Regions from separate parts of the Mus musculus genome. Here regions 2 and 3 are each linked to region 1. The links are chromatin contacts, called in public HiChIP or PLAC-seq maps. All regions are on one chromosome and are shown on one strand. Each heading gives the region's core, a stretch centred on a gene start, on an enhancer-like site or on the middle of the called end of the contact. The rest is flanking DNA. Distances are from core to core; before and after follow the strand shown.

The links. HiChIP or PLAC-seq counts read pairs in DNA pulled down with a chosen protein or histone mark.
Region 2: a contact with region 1 is called in an H3K27ac HiChIP or PLAC-seq map of microglia, with 6 times the contacts expected there. The contact joins the promoter of Ltv1 here to the enhancer-like site in region 1. A contact is called at or near these places in 2 of 39 promoter capture datasets (embryonic stem cells and liver), 2 of 484 Hi-C or Micro-C datasets (CD4 T cells and olfactory sensory neurons), 4 of 115 datasets of contacts at active chromatin or transcription factors (astrocytes, embryonic stem cells, large pre-B cells and 1 more) and 1 of 9 other capture datasets (adipose tissue).
Region 3: a contact with region 1 is called in an H3K4me3 HiChIP or PLAC-seq map of bone marrow-derived macrophages, with 6 times the contacts expected there. The contact joins two enhancer-like sites. A contact is called at or near these places in 3 of 484 Hi-C or Micro-C datasets (bone marrow-derived DN3 thymocytes, cardiomyocytes and embryonic stem cells) and 1 of 115 datasets of contacts at active chromatin or transcription factors (bone marrow-derived macrophages).

The regions. Positions count from the first base shown.
Region 1 is chr10:14,184,942-14,188,159 of GRCm38.p6, forward strand. No RefSeq gene overlaps it. Among named protein-coding and RNA genes, the nearest start is that of Gm51759, 59 kb to the left of the region's middle. Within about 2 kb of position 1,535, at least 48 of the 459 cell types and tissues checked have an H3K27ac peak or open chromatin away from gene starts, as enhancers often do. A contact at or near this core is called in bone marrow-derived macrophages and microglia, where this site is marked.
Region 2 is chr10:13,191,431-13,194,648 of GRCm38.p6, forward strand. Ltv1 (LTV1 ribosome biogenesis factor) reads right to left here and starts at 1,707. Exons shown (of 11, transcript NM_181470.4): 1 at 1,598-1,707; 2 at 678-809. The coding sequence starts at 1,600.
Region 3 is chr10:13,451,853-13,455,070 of GRCm38.p6, forward strand. The region is part of intron 1 of Phactr2 (phosphatase and actin regulator 2); the gene reads right to left. Among named protein-coding and RNA genes, the nearest start is that of Phactr2, 21 kb to the right of the region's middle. Within about 2 kb of position 1,714, at least 21 of the 459 cell types and tissues checked have an H3K27ac peak or open chromatin away from gene starts, as enhancers often do. A contact at or near this core is called in bone marrow-derived macrophages, where this site is marked.

The DNA of each region.
Region 1 (3,218 bases), core at 285-2,784:
TTATCCTTAAAACCTGGGTTGAGAGTTTGTCTTGCTCTCATCCCAACAGACTGGAGTCTCTCAGCTTCCCTTGGGGGAAGAGTTTGCTCTTAGACATTTGCTATTTGAGCTCCAAGTGTGTGAAATCGGCTTGTACCCCGTCTGGCACCTGCAGAACCTGCAATCACTTTTCATCTCTGCTTTTCTTATTATTCCATATTTAACAAGCCGCTGTTAAGGCAAATGACAGACAGTTTTTCCGATGCTGTTGTGTGGATATGAAGTTTTCTGCTATTTTGTTCCGGTTGTTCATTTGTTTCTGGTTTCTGGTACCTTGGACTCTGGACTTGGCTGTGTGTTTGTTCACTTCTAGAGCATCCCGGTTTTGTGCAATGCTTCTGAAGAGGCTTTGTTTCTTCTTGCTTGCAGCCTCCCTGCTGACTGTGGCAGCTGAGCCCTGGAGTGAGCGTCTAACACAGGAATAAGATGCAGTTTTTCTTACTTTTCAACTTGAACCTTAAATCAAAAACCCCAGAGGCCAGGTCCCAGATGGATTGCTTTCTCTTTTATTCCTAGTAATGGTGCGGCCTCTGCAGGAGGTGACCTACTTTTCTCACACACCATTACTCTTATATTTTGACCCATCTACAGGTACAAAGTCTCTATGATTTTTCCTATCCTGCGAGCATGATCCAAAAAGCACTCCCCCAAACTCCCAAACCAGAGAAACCATTTTCTCATAATTTCTCTTACTTATTCCATCTATTGCCACAACATATATCTTGTAATTGGTTACATTATGTACAGGTAATATATATTGCATACATATATAAAATCTTAGAGGTGCTTGTCATTACACAAATAACTAATGTCAGCTAAAATAGCAATATTACTGCCCCAAAGAAAAACTTGAGTTCAATGGAACTAGCGGGAAATGTAGAGAGGATATCTTGTGTATTGTATGGATGCCTCATCCTTGAATTAAAAAACCGGTGACCTACAGGAAAGGGTAGAATAGAAGGTGGGTCATATGGGAGGCAGAGGGGGTTCTGGGACAGAGTCAGGCACTGGAGATTTACCCAGGAAAACATGACGGAGAGAGATACATGGTACCAATCAGCCATGTCAAAGAATGTAGATTAGAATAAATGGGTAAATTTAAGTTACGATCTAGTCAGAGAAGAACATAACTTTATAGACAAGCTGTTTATAAGTAAATTTTGAGTTTTACTTGTGGGAACATGGAGAAGGGAGGCAGAATTGCCATAACTTCAACAATGAACTTATTTCATGGTATTTATTCTTTCCTCATTATCACTAACAGAGAACACTCTACTGTATGCTAACCGTTCACTGACAGTTCTTCAGGTCTCACAGAAAAGAGACCTGAGCATTACGGCAAGAGTCATAAAGGCGAGCATAGCATCGTGCCAACTGCAGAGCCAATCAGGGGAAGTCACGCCTTTGGGATGCCGGGAAGATGCGGACAGTGAGAAGAGAAAGGGGGGGAAGGAGGTTAGGGCTTACTCTCCAACAGCCAGGCCAGCAGAAAACAGAAGTAGCTCCTCCAGGGTGCAGATTGAAAGTAGAGGTGAGAGTTGGAGGGGAGAGGCCACTGGTGAGCTAATAATAACCTCAATACATCAGAGGCACAATTCTTCATGTGACCGGGATAGTAACAATTCTTTTAAGAAAAGGTTTTTAGGGAGCAGAAAAGCAGCCATAATAACAGGATGCTGGGTTGTGACAAGTGGGGGTTTTGCCACCTAGACACTCCCAAGATGGTCAGACAAATGCATGTAGTCACTCACTCATTCACAGCAGCCCGGATTTTAAAAGAGGAAGAGGTTTGCTACTTCTCGATTCATTCCTCCCAGAGAAGGAAGCCGGCCCTGGTGGAAGCCGGAAAGTGGAGTGGGGTCATGAACTGGACACCCCCATTTCTCAACCATTTGTTTGACTCTTCTCGATGTCTTTGAACTCTTCTCACACGTTGTTTCCTACGTTTATAACTGTGAGAAGACTGTAAGTGTAACACTTCTCACACTTATAAACATAGGAAACAACCTGTGAGAAGACAGAGTGCAAGGCAGGCTCTGAGTTTTGCCTTCACCTATCTTTGAGAATTTAGAGAAACAGTTTAAAGTCTCTGGACCTCAGTCTCTTCAGCTAATGTATGATGTTAGCGGTCCTTAGTTAAGGAATCCAGTTCCAGGGCTAGTATCCAGTTCCTGCCACACAGTAGTTGCTCACTAAAGTTTTACTAACTAAATTTTGAGCATTAGAAATTCTAAGAAATAAGAGAAACTATGAAACCAATTTTCTAAGGTTATGTTCCCAGGGTGTTGGAAGCAGTTTATTCTGTCAGTGTTTGGGAGAAGATATGAAAGTCTACAAATAGGAGAAAAGCTATCAGTTATCTTAACACCTGCTTTATCAGTCTGTAACCAAATCTGGAGAGACTGCATTTCGTACTGCAAAGGGACCCAGGCGAGTTATCCCTAGTTAGGGAACTTTGCCACAGTGAATGGTCAAGTTGACAATATCAGCAGACAAACCCCATAGCCTCTGGAGTGAGTTGAGATTAGCCATTCTCCTGACCCCAGACAATGTCAAGGATTCTCAATACTACTTTATGATTTTAGGCCCTAGAAAACAGTGTGTAACTCTGCAGTGTCCTTATTCACATCACACTCTAAAAGACACTGGTATTAAAAGTGAAACACTGAAGATTTACTTGGGAGGTAGTATATCTCTGTCTTCAGCCAGTTTCTTAATCTCTAGCAGGGAATGTTTCTATATCATATGGCCAGCATCAGTCAGTTTTATTTCTGTTTGCTTCTTTCCCTTTTCAAAACTTACGTTTACTCTCAAAGTTAGCAGCAGGGCCCATGTGGAGCCAAAGTGACATTTTCTTCACACTTGTGACAGTGGCACCTGGCACAGTGGCATGCATTTGTAATTCTGGCCCTTGGGAAGTGGAGGTTAAAGGATGAGAGATTTGAGGTCATGCTTGGTTACACAGTGAGTTCGAAGTTATCCTGGGTTGCATGTGATCCTGTGTTAAACTAACAAGCCGCTGTTGCAGACTGTACTGAGAAATACCTGCCAGTTTAGCGGTAGATGTTTTGTGATTACTACTCCAATCTGACACAGAAGTAAAGAGTCCCTGATTGTCTCTTCTTGTTTCTGGGGCTGAGCTGGTTCCCTTTCTCTGTTACAATTAACTGCCACAGAGG
Region 2 (3,218 bases), core at 457-2,956, 990 kb before region 1:
TTTTTACACTTTTAATGAGTGTGTATGTGCAGCTAATACACACAGAGGACAAAAGGGAGTAGCAAAACCCCCGGAACAGTTGTTATAGATGGCTGTGACTCTACATATGGGTGCTGGGAACCGAACCTGGGTCCTCTGCAAGAGCAGCAAGTACTTAAACACTGAGCCATCTTTCCAGCATCCCCCAAAATGTTTCCATTATCCATCTTTAACAAGTGTGATGCTAACATAAACCAACCTACTCACGGCCCCTCTAGGATTGCCAAAGCTATCCATGAGCTTGGATGTTCTGTATTTCATGACATGAGAGACGAGGGGGCAAATGGAAGACTACTGTAATATGGGGGAATCCCAAGAGAAAGCAGAGACTGAGCATACCGCCATAGCCTAAATAATACTGTGCAGATGGAGGCTGTGAACTAGTGAACTTGACTAATATTCTATAAGATCTCTTTATTTAATAATCTCAAAGATGCTTTAGCCTGTCAATCAAAATAAATACACAACATCAAACATCAGCACAGAAACTGGAAACTGAGTCACAGCTCTTTTTTTTATTTTTTTAAGAGGACCAACTTCTGAGAATGCCCGGCATGCTTAAGTTCCCTGGGTTCCATGTTCAGGACTACAAAACTACCATTCACCTAAAAACGTAGTGGCTCCAGAACAGGACCTACCTTTTGTGTAGGCAAGAGAACCCTCTGGGGTGCAGTTTCATCTGCGGCTAAAGGATCTCGCTGGCTCCGGTGGACCAGGTGAAAAGACACAGCTTTCTTCTTCTCTATAAAGGGCTTTTTCTTTCTGTGAGGCTACAAAATAATCAGGAAAGGTCAATAAAACAGAACCCCCACACAGTGGGCAACGCCACAGCCACAGGTACACTCAGTTAAGCATGTGGAGGGTGAACAGATATTTCAGATTTGTACACCTAAGCCAGACAGGACAGGAGTCCCTGTCTCCTGAAGGATCCATACTTACCTTCGCCAACAAACCCTGGCTAGGCACCTACTCTGAGACACTTGTTCAAAGGTGCTGGGGAATATGTGGGGCAGTGTGAGAAACTCTCCGCTCTTAGCAAGTAAATCAGTAAGAGGGAAAATCAAACAGGATTTTCAAATCAAAAGCAAATGCCTGAAGTCTCTCTTAATGGGTGCTCTGGGAAGGTCCCCGAAAAGTTTTATCAACAAGACAAGGAGCCTGCCACAAGAAAATATAGACAGACACTTCATCTACAAGGTAGTAAATAAGATTAGGGCACAGACAACTAAGGTTCAGATGATTTACTCCTCGATACATTCGTATTTGCTCTTCAGCTCTGGGTCTAACCAGAGTTGCTACCCAGTGGCCCAAGTGAACCCCGGAAGCAGGGGGCGGAGCTTCTGCGTCACAGGGACGGAGTTACCCAAAGCCTTCAGGACTGGAAACTCCGGGCGTTTGGCGAAAGGGAAACCTTCTTTCTCCTTCCGAAGTGCCCCGGGGGTGACGAAGGTGACTGGTGCCGGGAGAGTGACAGGACTCGGGGCACCAAGCCACGCGGCCAGTGGCCTAAGTCAGCCGCAGGGAGCGGCTCCCTCCCGGAGCACCGCGGTTTTCTCACCATGATGAGGCAGGGACACCCTCTCCGGAACCGCGGCAGCCGAACCGCCGCTCCCCGGTACCTGCCGGCAGCTCCACACGTGGGTCCACAGGGCTAGGGCAGCACGTCACACGATGGCGGGGCAAGGAGCCAATCGCCGGCGAGCCGCTAGGCTGTAGCCGGAAGTTGCGTGAGCCCGCGGTGACAGAACCTTCCCGGGGACTTCCGGGAGGTGGGGCTAGCAGGACCTTCAGTGGGCGGGGCTTTCTGGCTGGAGTTGGTGGCGGCAGGGAGTAGCCTACTTACCTGAGGGCAAGTTTCAGGTTCCAACCTGGGGCTTCAGATATTCCTTACCTGTGCTTAACTCAGAACAAACAAAACAAAAACAATCAAAAACAAACGAAAACAAGACCAAGGCTGTGCAGGTTCATGACAGGAAAGTGGTCACTTCCCTGGCTTCTTCTTCTTCTTTTTTTTTTTTTTTAATATGTTTGTTTGTTTGTTTGGTTGTTTGGTTGTTTGGTTGGTTGGTTGGTTGGTTTTTCGAGACAGGGTTTCTCTGTGTAGCCCTAGGCTGTCCTGGAACTCACTCTGTAGACCAGGCTGGCCTCAAACTCAGAAATCCGCCTGCCTCTGCCTCCCGAGATTAAAGGCGTGCTCCACCACTCCCTGGCCTTCCCTGGCTTCTTGACCTAAGGGGAATCAGTTGCCTAGCAATGTCCAACCAAGGCCTAGCTTCAATAGGCAGAGTCTAACATCTTTAGGGTTTTCGTATTACATCTTTTTGATGAACAACTCCCAACCGTACCTTTAGCACAGTCCATAAGTGTTGGTATTCTGTCTGGACTCCACCCCCACAGATACCTGGCAATTGCCAGGTATTCGCTGCCCCACGGTTACCTGGCAACAGCCAGGTAGACCTGGCCCTATAAAAGGGGCTGCTTGTCTCCCCCTCTCCCATCCTCTCTCATTTGCCTTTCTTTTGCCTCTTGCCCTCTTGCTCCCCATTCCCTCCCCCCCTTGCTCCATGTGTCATGGCCCGCCTCTACTTCACTACTCTCTCCTTCTCTCTGCCTTTCTCTGCCTCGTCTACTTTCTTAACTCCCCTCTCCATGCCCTGAATAAACTCTATACCCCCTTCTCCCAGACCCCGCCAGAACTTATCGTAATAGCTCTTTCTCTTTTTATGATCACAACACTAAGATTATTGGTTTTAGGGGCATTTGATGTAATAAAATAAATTCCGAAGCTCTGATGATTGCATATTTTTTTAAGATGAAAACTAATAAAAACCCAAGGTGGTTTTTTGTTTTTGTTTTTTGAGACAGTGTCTCATGTAGCCCAGCCTTCTGTCCAACTTGAACTACGTATCCTCCTACTTGCATCACGCTAGTGTTGGGCGTATTCGATGTGTGTGATGCTGAAGACTGAAGCCAGCCAGGGCTTCCTGCATGCTCGGAGAGCACCCTAACACGTTTTCTGTGACTACATCTCCATCCCCCAAGTTGTTGCTCACATATTTTGTGGTGCCTTAAGCAAATAGGATTTTAAGTGTAATTTCTTAGGAAGATTTCCGTCGGATGCTGGAGAGGAGCGTGATGAAATAATCCAACATTCTATCAGTAGACGCTTGCTTTCTCAT
Region 3 (3,218 bases), core at 464-2,963, 730 kb before region 1:
AGCAGCCAGTCTCAAGATTCCATAGCGTCCACTCGTGTAGTGAAACCATGGTTTCCACCCTGTGGAATTACAGTCTAATTAGCACTTGAGCTGAGAGGCTCAAATTTGAGAGCAGGTAGAAAGTTATCAGCGTCTCTCCTAGAAGAGTCCAAGAAATCTGACCTGTTATATAGAGGGGTGGTTGTATTGATTTTTCTACACATAGTTTCTACAAGTGGACAGTTAATGTTTCCCCCAATGTTTTGTTCCTTTCCATTCTCCCCTCTCCAGTTTGACATACAGAATGCAAACTGTTTTCTCTTAGTTTTGGTTTGTCCCTCAATTGTTGTTTTATTATTATTATTATTACTCTCTTAATCTGGCTGCCTTGGCTTTTCGCCTCCAGTTTAGTAGATGTACTGTTCCTGACTGTACGTGGCCTGTGCACCTCAGCTCCCGCCATTAGCTGTTCTCTTTCCTGCCTCATTTCTCATCCCGGACACCAGGAGACAAAAGCCCATATGCGCTTGTGTCTTGAAATCAGTAAGTGGATTTAGAGGAAGAAAATACAGAATGAGCTGGGATTAGATTGTGTTGTAACTGGTACCACAAAATTCTAGTCAGAACTAGAGAATGCTGGGGTTGGGGCATAGCTTGGGTGAAGAAGGACCAGCATTGGAGGAACTGGGTGGAGAGCAACCAAGGGAGTTTGGTGATTTTCTACTGACAGAAATCTACAAGCACATCCCTTCATGAAATCAATTCTTTAAACTCGTGAGTTTCCGTCTTCTTCTCTACGGTTGCTTCACTGCTTCAACAAAATGCTGCAAGCAGAATTACTAAGGGTAAAAGGTTCAATTTCTTATTTTCTCTCATTTTTCTTTTCTTTTTTTTAATTAATGTTCTTAAAAATTAATCGTGGAATATAAACTTGAGAAAACAGGGTGTTTTGTTTGGTTTGTTTTGGTTTGGTTTTTCTTTTAAAGCTAGACGTTAAAGTGTCCTAAAATCTTTTGCATCTGTGACAAGATTATATGTCATGAAAGCATTCTGAGGTGATGATTAGATTTCATCTCTTTGGGGAGGCGGGTGATGGAGGTAGGCGTTGATGTCAACATTGTACCAAAGCAGCAAGACTTGCTCAAGTAGGAAATAGAAGTCTCTCAAATGGTATGGAGACAAGTCTGTCTGACCAAGTCAATTTTGGCCTTACAATGGAGGGGTATATTTTTCCTGTTCTTCCATTAAAGCTCTGAAATTAAAGATAAAAACTGGAATCAAAAAGGGGGGGAACAGATAGTTGTACAAAACAATTATAAACTCTCTCTGTTGGGAGCTATGGAGGGAAAAAGGGACCAGAGATTCCTGGGCATAAGTCTTTAACAGTCAGTTGAACTGGTTGTCTTGAAGCTAATGCTGCTAAGCTTTGAGCAAGGGAGGCAAAGAAACCCCGAAGCAGCTGGTGTTAAAATCCTCCAGTTCGGGCTTCTGAGTAAGCAATGTCTCCAGATCTGCAGGACAGCCAGGATTCCAATGCCAGAACTTTGCTCCCAGCGAGGTGATGCCCTACCTAGCTCGCCCTCAGGAAAAGCTCCTCAATTTCACAGGTGTTCCCAGTAATGTGACCCGACCGAAAAGCTCTGTTTGCTGAGTTAAAATTAAGCTCTGTGGGCTCGTGTTTGGCACGCAGACCAGCAAGGCAGGAAGCCTCCCACACTAGAAAGGAAAGATAAGAGTTATCAAAGCCAGAAGATTTTGTTTTTTTATTGAAGGGCATTTCAAAGCAAAGTATAGACATATATGGCATGTTTGTAGATCCTCTCTGAATGTATATAAATATGTGTGTTCACACATCAAAACTCGTTTCTTTCCTGAATAACAAAACCAACAAAGTGAAAGCAATTGAAAAAAAAGAGAAGTACTTCCAATTCGCAGAGCAGCCAAAGGATTATTTATTACCCTCTAGACATCAAGAGCTAAGAAAGGATGCAAGAGATTCCACTGAAGGACCTCTGATGCCGAGAACACAAACGGCTAACCATCAAATCATTCCTAATGTCCACAGTGATCAGAGAAACGCAAATCAGAAATGTGATTTTTTAAAATTAATTAATTAATTAATTAATTAATTTTGTTTGTTTGTTTGTTTGTTTGTTTGTTTGTTTTTGCCTCCTTCACTGGTGTAACAAAAATCCTTCTCTGGGCTCAACTTCACTTAGGCCTTCTCCTGACCCAATATCCATCAATCAACTTGAACACTGAAGGAGCAGAGATGCCTTATTTGGAACCCGGGAAGTACAGTTCCGGACCCACGGATTAGCCAGCTCGGGAGGAGCACCGGGAAGACACTCTGATTGGTTCTGATCGGGCTTTTCAAGAGAAAGAGAAGCTGAGAGCCAAGAAAGCTTCTCCAGTTGTGCAGGGAGAAAAATGAGAGATGTAGACAGGAGGAGCTGTCCTAGACTGAAACTGTGCATCAGTGGGTCACACTCCCAATGGGTGTAAAGTCACTTGGTGGTGGCAGTTTGCTGGGCTGAAATCTCCAATAAAAAAATGATAATGTGCCCTTCTGGTTGGCCCCAGCACAGGGTCACCTTGGGCACAGAGTTGGCAGACACCCCCAAGGTCCCCAGAGCACTCTCCACAGGATCTTAGACCTCAGGTGAGTGGAACACAACTTCTGCCAGGAGGCAGGTTCCAACGCCAGATATCTGGGCACCTTCCCTGCAAGAGGAGAGCTTCCCTGCAGAGAGTGCTCTGACCAATGAAACTCAGGAGAGAGCTAGTCTCCCAGGTCTGCTGATAGAGACTAACAAAATCACAAGAGGAACAAGTTCTAACCAGAGACAACTATAACAACTGACTCCAGAGATTACCAGATGGCGAAAGGCAAACATAAGAATCTTACTAACAGAAGCCAAGACCACTCACCATAATCAGAATGCAGCACTCCCACCTCACCCAGTCCTGGGCACCCCAACATACCCGAAAAGTTAGACCTGTATTTAAAAGCATATCTCATGATGATGATGATAGAGGACATCAAGAAGGACGTTAATAACTCACTTAAAGAAATACAGGAGAACACTGCTAAAGAGTTACAAGTCCTTAAAGAAAAACACGAAAACACAACCAAACAGGTAGAAGTCCTTAAAGAAAAACAGGAAAACACATCCAAACAGGTGATGGAAATGAACAAAACCATACTAGACCTAAAAAGTGAAGTAGACACAATAAAG